2 separate regions of the Mus musculus genome follow, and region 1 is linked to region 2. The links are chromatin contacts, called in public HiChIP or PLAC-seq maps. All regions are on one chromosome and are shown on one strand. Each heading gives the region's core, a stretch centred on a gene start, on an enhancer-like site or on the middle of the called end of the contact. The rest is flanking DNA. Distances are from core to core; before and after follow the strand shown.

What was found. HiChIP or PLAC-seq counts read pairs in DNA pulled down with a chosen protein or histone mark.
Region 1: a contact with region 2 is called in a PDX1 HiChIP or PLAC-seq map of a beta-TC-6 cell line, with 25 times the contacts expected there. The contact joins the promoter of Glrx here to the enhancer-like site in region 2. A contact is called at or near these places in 2 of 39 promoter capture datasets (cranial neural crest and hippocampal neurons), 1 of 484 Hi-C or Micro-C datasets (bone marrow-derived macrophages) and 2 of 115 datasets of contacts at active chromatin or transcription factors (a beta-TC-6 cell line and bone marrow-derived macrophages).

The regions. Positions count from the first base shown.
Region 1 is chr13:75,837,659-75,841,204 of GRCm38.p6, reverse strand. Glrx (glutaredoxin) reads right to left here and starts at 1,319. Exons shown (of 3, transcript NM_053108.4): 1 at 1,030-1,319. The coding sequence starts at 1,236. Gm41005 (a long non-coding RNA gene) reads left to right here and starts at 137. Exons shown (of 2, transcript XR_873685.2): 1 at 137-438.
Region 2 is chr13:75,161,527-75,164,836 of GRCm38.p6, reverse strand. No RefSeq gene overlaps it. Among named protein-coding and RNA genes, the nearest start is that of Pcsk1, 73 kb to the right of the region's middle. Within about 2 kb of position 1,291, at least 14 of the 459 cell types and tissues checked have an H3K27ac peak or open chromatin away from gene starts, as enhancers often do.

The DNA.
Region 1 (3,546 bases), core at 70-2,569, 680 kb before region 2:
CTGTTGTGTAAACAAGGGTACACAGACACACACACCATACATTTTATGGACTTGGGCATCCATGGACATCTGTATTTTTTCAGCTTCCCAATGAAGCCTCACTGAGGAAGTTTCTTTCCTCTGCTTTTCACTGTCACGCGTCACTTTAGTTGGTATTGGAGGCAGGTGGCCAAGGTTCTTGGCTTGTTGGGGCTGCCTCGGCTTTGTCCCCAACACTCCAGTTAACTGTACAACAAGCTCACTTTCCAGCACTGGAGTCTGTTGAGCTGGGCATTCCAGCAGCAGCCCAGGCACAAAGAAAGCCTTTTCTGAGGAGGAAGGTGTTCTTAGAGAGCTGCATATGGATTTGTGGAACAGGACTTTGAAGCGCTCCCTCTAATCTTGCAGCCTGCGTCACTGAGGATGGATCTCCAAGGCAAGAATCCATCAGATCATACAGTAAGTTATCATGATAACCAGACCTGAAAATATCCTACAATTAAGGCAGCACAGGCAAAAATGGAGTCCAGGATTTACTTTTCTAGTGGGTGGGGCTAGGTAAGAATGGACAAACTAGGTGATAAAGAAAGAAAGCCTAGTGCAAAGAAAAGGAAGGGCCGCAGACCCCACTACATGCTAACAGGGGGAAGAGAGTGCCTATGGCCCCCATCCATAACATAAAAGCTAGAGATCACATCCAGCCTCGAAGCTGCCTCCTGCCTTGCCAGAAGAACACTGCCAGTTCAAAATAGTGCTTAAAACAAAGCCTTCAGATAAACACTTAACTGCCGCCAGCCCAGCTGTCAGGCCCACTATCCACACACCAACCAGCGTTCTGCCTTCTGGTCCTCCCAGGCAGTCCTGCTGCCCACTCATTTGAGCAGTGTCTTCCCTTGAGTCCCTCCCCCACACCCTGCAAAGTCCTCTGGCTGCTTTGAAGGACAGAGCCCAGGCAACGGCATCCTAGAAAAGGCACAGCTAGCTGTCTACAAAGCTCTGGAAAGGAAACAGCAACACCCCAGCGCTTCCTTAGCATTTAAACACACTCACTGTTCTCGCTCCGGTGAGCTGTTGTAAATAATCTTGAATCGCACTGGTGTTGTTAGTGGCTGTGATGTCCACAAACTCCAGAAGACCTTGTTTGAAAGGCAGTTGACTGAGGATTTCTTGGGTCTTTCTGCAGTAGGGGCAGGTGGGCTTGATGAACACGACCACCTTCCCAGACTGGATCTTGCAGTTCACAAACTCCTGAGCCATGCTGACAGGCTGCAGCTTCTCCAGGGAGGAACGTGCAGTTGAAAGTAATGGTCCGGTAATGCAGCGGCGCTTAGCCAGCAGCTCTCATTTAATAAGGAACCTCCTTGGAGGAGGAGTTACCAAGTAGGATGCTTCAGTTTTAAAGGGCCAGCCCCAAAGTCAGTTCATTTTGGTATGAGTCAGTACTTCCTAGGCCTACCATTGCACACTGGCTGTGTAAGCTATAACAGGCTGTCTTGTGTCCTCCCCAAGAACAGAACTAAGTCACCCTCTAGGGTAGCAGAGACAGCGCAGACCAGTTTCTGGGTAGGAGGCCCCAGGTCCTCTTAGAACAAATTCTCTCTCTCTCTTCTTTTGGAAACACGGTTGTTTTGAAAAATAAAAACACAACCATTCAGGAAAGCTTTGGCTCTTCATAGGATGTGGGGACTGCATAGTGATTGGGCCTTGTGGGTTGCACCGGCATGCTTTCTTTGCCCTGTAAGGTGGGTACTTGTGTGATTAGTGGACTTGGTTCTTGACATGTAAAAATGTGCTTGTCTGTACTTTCTCTCTGTCTTTAAAAAGTGGGGTGCCATGCTCTGAGTTCATGGTGAACAATGAGCCCTTTTCAGTGGGGTAGATTTGTGACTGAACTTTGCCACGGGGCCTACCTGTGAAGCTAAGCTTTTTAATAGGTCTCTCTTACTCCAAAAGCCTTAGGGCTGGTGACCTTTGAATAGCAGTTCAGTAAGAAACAAATTCTCCCATAACCCCTGACCTGAGATTCCAGACAGAATGTGGATCTTTTCCTGTCTGACTTGTTTTGACAGTGAGCTGAGGTGCTTTGGGAGGTGGTGCTGAGGTAGATAAGCAAGTCGAAGAGAAAACTCCTGTCAGACTGAAGCACCTTTCCAAGCAAGCAACCAGCTCCACAGTAGAACCAGAGTATCTTACAGGAGGTCAGACTACAGTCATGTCCTGGTGACGGCTCTGGTGCACATTGTGACCAAAGAGAAGTAAACTGACTTCTGGGGGCTGCTTTCTTTGTCACTCTCACTGTTACCCACATCAAATGGCAAAATAACAGTCAGATGGTAATAGTCAGGGCCACAGAAGAAGCGGAGAGAGAGTTCTGCCAACGGAGAAGCGGCCTGGCTGCATGGCTGAGGTGGCTGGCCCATGGCAGGGTTGTAGACCTCTCAGCCCATAGCTTCCCACAATTCTGAACAAGTTTAGGGCTAGAGTCTTAACTTTCTGGCAACCTTCTGATGCCAGCTGTTTCAAGGACCTCTTGAGGGTTCTTGCTGTTCACATGACCCTGGGGAATAAGCACCCAGCTCAGGCTGTTCCTTTAGAGTCTTTCTCTCCTTCTCATTTGTCTGGTCTTTCCCTTCCTCCTTTTCCTAACAATCTGACTCTCTCATCTATCTCAAAGATCATTTTGAGAACCACCATGATCTTCGGTCTCTTGCATTCTGCCCTGTCTCAATATTTGCCACTCCTGTTTTCCTTACCTCCTCTTTGTTGCAATCTGACCTCCTTATCTCTCTCTGCCTGTTGAAATGCCTCAGTTACTTAAGCATCCTAGAACCAGTGTGAATTTATCATGTGCAGAAATGTGGGGACCTCCCAAGAGACCTGTATAGAGTCACGTGGGGCTTGGAGTCTCACTTTATGCCTAACTCCAAACTCCAGACAGATGAAGATCCTTGTCTGAGTATACTGTTTCTATAATTTTACAACATCTGATTTGCAGTCTACTATATTTACCTGAAATCTTATAAATGATAGTACCTGGATACAGGAGAACTCTATTGTCTGTCCTGCAGTTCAGATTAGTTGAGACTAATATCTGAGCCCTTATCTAATATTTAATAATATGTGGACCTCCCCTCCAAGTCTCAGGAAAGCATTGTCTGCTGAGAAGCCCTGCCTTCAGCCTCTCAGACTTAGTGTTCAAACTGCCCAGCTTTCTGCTCAGCCTCTAAGCGCAATCATCTGTCTTATGGCTAGGGCAGAAAGTTAAAGGCATCTTTACTGTCCTCTGCAGTACATGGAATAGCCAAGCTCTCCTAGTTTTGCCTCCTAGATCTGAACACAGACTACTCCAACTGAATGCTGCACTGTTCTTGGGGGCCCAGCCCTCCTGGTTCCTTACTTGGTGTCCTTACACCTTGCAGTCTGCTCTGTGGTACTGCTGGGCAGGCTTTAGACAAGCTAGCACTACCACTTGTGGGGCCTTGATAATACCACGCTCGTCCAGAAGACTCAGGTTTGATTTCCAGCATGCACAGTATGGCTCATCACAGTCTGTAACCTAGTTCTGTA
Region 2 (3,310 bases), core at 42-2,541:
TATAGGAGGAACAACAGTATGAACTAACCAGTACTCACCCCACCCCCAGATCTCCCTGGGATTAAACTACTAATCAAAGAAAACACATGGTGGGACTTGTATCTCTAGCTGCATATGTAGCAGATGATGGCCTAGTAGGCCATCAATGGGAGGAGGGCCCTTGGTCTTGCCAAGATTCCCCAGTATAGGGGAATGCCAAGGCCAGGAAGTAGAAGTGGGTAGGTTAGGGAGCAGGGTGAGGGTGAAGGGGATAGGGGATTTTCTTGGAGAGGAAACTAGGAAAGGGGATAGGATTTGAAATGTAAATAAAGAAAATATCTATCCCACAGACCTCAGAGGACCCTCCTCATGATCTTAGGATCATTGGTGAGTGGAACACAACATCGGTTCCAATCCAAAGCACCAGGCCTGAGACAGCAGCAGGGAAGCAGAAAACCTGCCTGACCAGGCGCACAAGTTCCTTCAGGTCAGCGCCAGATCCAGGTCACCTTGGGCATGAACTCTTCGGACAGTCCCACGGTCCCCAGAGGACTCTCCATGCGATCTTAGGATCTCTGGTGAGTGGAACACATCTGTTCCAAACCAATTGTGACAGGCCTCATCAGAAACAAACTCTCCCACCATAGCAAGTCCTGGATATCCCTTTCCTCATCTTCCCCCTTTCTGTCTCTGTCTCTGTCTGTCTGTCTGTCTCTCTCTCTCTCTCTCTCTCTCTCTCTCTCTCTCTCTCTTTCTTTCTGTTTCTTGGTCAGTCTCCATGTCTAGGAGTAATTGGCCAATGAAAAGCAGACTTCATGGTCCTATGCCCCAGTATAGGGGAATGCCAGGGCCAGGAAGCAGGAGAGGGTGGGTTGGTGAGCAGGGGGAGGGGGATAGGGGACAGGGACTTTTTGGAGGGGAAACCAGGAAAGAGGATAACATTTGAAATGTAAGTAAAGAAAATGTCTAATAAAAAAAGAAAAAGATAATGAAAAAAATAAACTACCTGGAAATACACTAGTCAGCTTTCCTAACCATGCAGACCTAGAGGAATAAGTTCCTACAATACACTGACTCACATTCAGTTCCTGGTATCCATCTTCATTTTAAAGGAAATGTAGAACACCTTCTAAGCAGATGGCAGCCCCCCCCCCAGCCCTCCCCCTTGAAATACTCTGTCTCTCATGCCACAGCTAAAGTGGAAACAGCTGCCAACCTGAGCTAGCAAGTGTCAGTTTTCCATTAACTCAGTGTTCACTATGCCATCTGTAGCTCAGAGCAAAGTAAATGGAGCCATTTTCCAGGTTGGCTCATTTCCATAGGTTGTTATGTAGAAAAGCTGATAAAGCAAGTGTGCTGTAAATGGAGGGAGGACGTCAGAAGTTCAGGCAAATTTTCCAGGAAGACCTTCAGAGAAAAGACTGCTCAATAAATCCCCAGCAATATTGTACTAATCCTGCAGCAGCCTGAGGCTAAGTATAGATCTGCTGGGATTGTTGTCAAACTTCCATTAGGTATGAGGCAACATCTTGGTGTATCTACACCTACTGCATTTTTAGATAGAAAATGTGGTCATTTTTTTCCTTTCACATACATTGACAACCAGTGATATGAGGTAAAGTATTTTATAAGCTGATTAGACTCTAAAAGGTAAAAAATAGTATTACTCTCATTTATCTTCTAGTAGGCAGTTGAATATCTTTCTCTCACTGAACTGTAAATGGCAGGGAAGAAAAAACATTCTGGGGATTGAGTTCTTATTGCCTATTATAACATCCATCACATAGCAGGTACTTTACATATGTCCAATAGCTGAATGTATAGATAAACCATATATATTCCTCGAGAATTTTGGGTTACAGCCTAGATGACAAGTCTATTTGAGATCTAAAGGGCCTATCTATAATTCCAGATCTTTGGAGGTAGAGCAGGGTCACTACAAATGGACAACCAGTCTGGTCAATACTGTGTGTTCCAGGCCAGCCAGGAGCATGTAAGATCTTATCTCAGAAAACAAATATATCAAACAGACTGGGGAGATAGCTTAGTAGATATGGTGATTGATTCAGAGGTTTGAAGACTGGAGTTAGGTTTCCCATTACTTATATAAGAGTCATGTAAATGTGGCAGCCTACCATTACACCCCAGTGTTTGAGAGGCACAGAAAGGAATCTCTGTTAGACTAACTAAATCAGTGCACTATGTATTGAGGGCCTGCCTTAGCTAATAAAGCAGGGATAAAAAAGGAAGACATCCAATGTTAGTCCTTGGTCATCACATCCGCATGCACTCAAATATATGTGTCAAGGTACCTGTGCACATGCATACAAACATGCATGCACACTGCACAGGCACATGCAAGAGCAAAACAAGAAAATATGTTGGGTTGATAAGTCAAAGCTATGATGAAACATACCTATAATCCCAGGAGTTGTCTTCAGAAGCAGGGACATTAAAAGTCTGAGGTCAAACTGGCCTACACAGAAGCACTGTGTGTCAAAGACAAAGGAATGCCATGGTGGCACTATGTGATTGATATAGAGACTGTAAAAGGCATCTCCTCTCCCAACACAAAAGCAGCACATGTGACCATGTTCTATAAACCACGGATAAACACTGTAGCTGATTTTCTGAGTTTTCTAACCAATATAGTGCTTTTGATTTTCTTTTTGAAAGTAACGGTAAGTACTGATACTATGCTAAGATAATTTGGATCTGCTTTAGCCCGTAAACTCAATGAACAAGAAATCATTCTTAATTTGTAAATGAAAGAAGTTCAAGTGCTGACAGTTTCCCCCTAAATTTTAATAGAATATGTGGGCATGGAACTGCTGTTTATTTGACTGTTGCCACAGTGTTTATTAAAATTCAATGTTTTTGTTCTGTGTTAGTTGTCCTCAGAAGCCTGCAGGCAGACAACATTGGGAAGGCAAGCTTAGGAATCCAAGAAAAGAGCTAGACATAATTAAACAGCCAAGAACTCTCCCGGGTATGTCCTCAAATGTGGATCCTCTAGGACGTGGGCACAGTATCAGTGATTTTGAATACCAGGGTTGTCAGTATTCAGAAGGTCACATCAATTTCCAAATTTAAACATCTCTTTTTCTGCAACAAGAATAAAATTTGTCTGGGATTCTCTCATACTCTCTTAACTTAAGCTTGCCAGGTTTCTTTCTGCCCTTCTTAAGGATGTGCCTTGGGAGTCATGTTCTGTTTCTTTTATATCTGTAGTCCTTTGCTCTTGCTTTGTGGGAACTCTTAGTCTAAGTCAACATCCGTAAGATTGAAGATAGCACCTTCTTTGAGGATCATCATCTGGATGGCTTTCAGG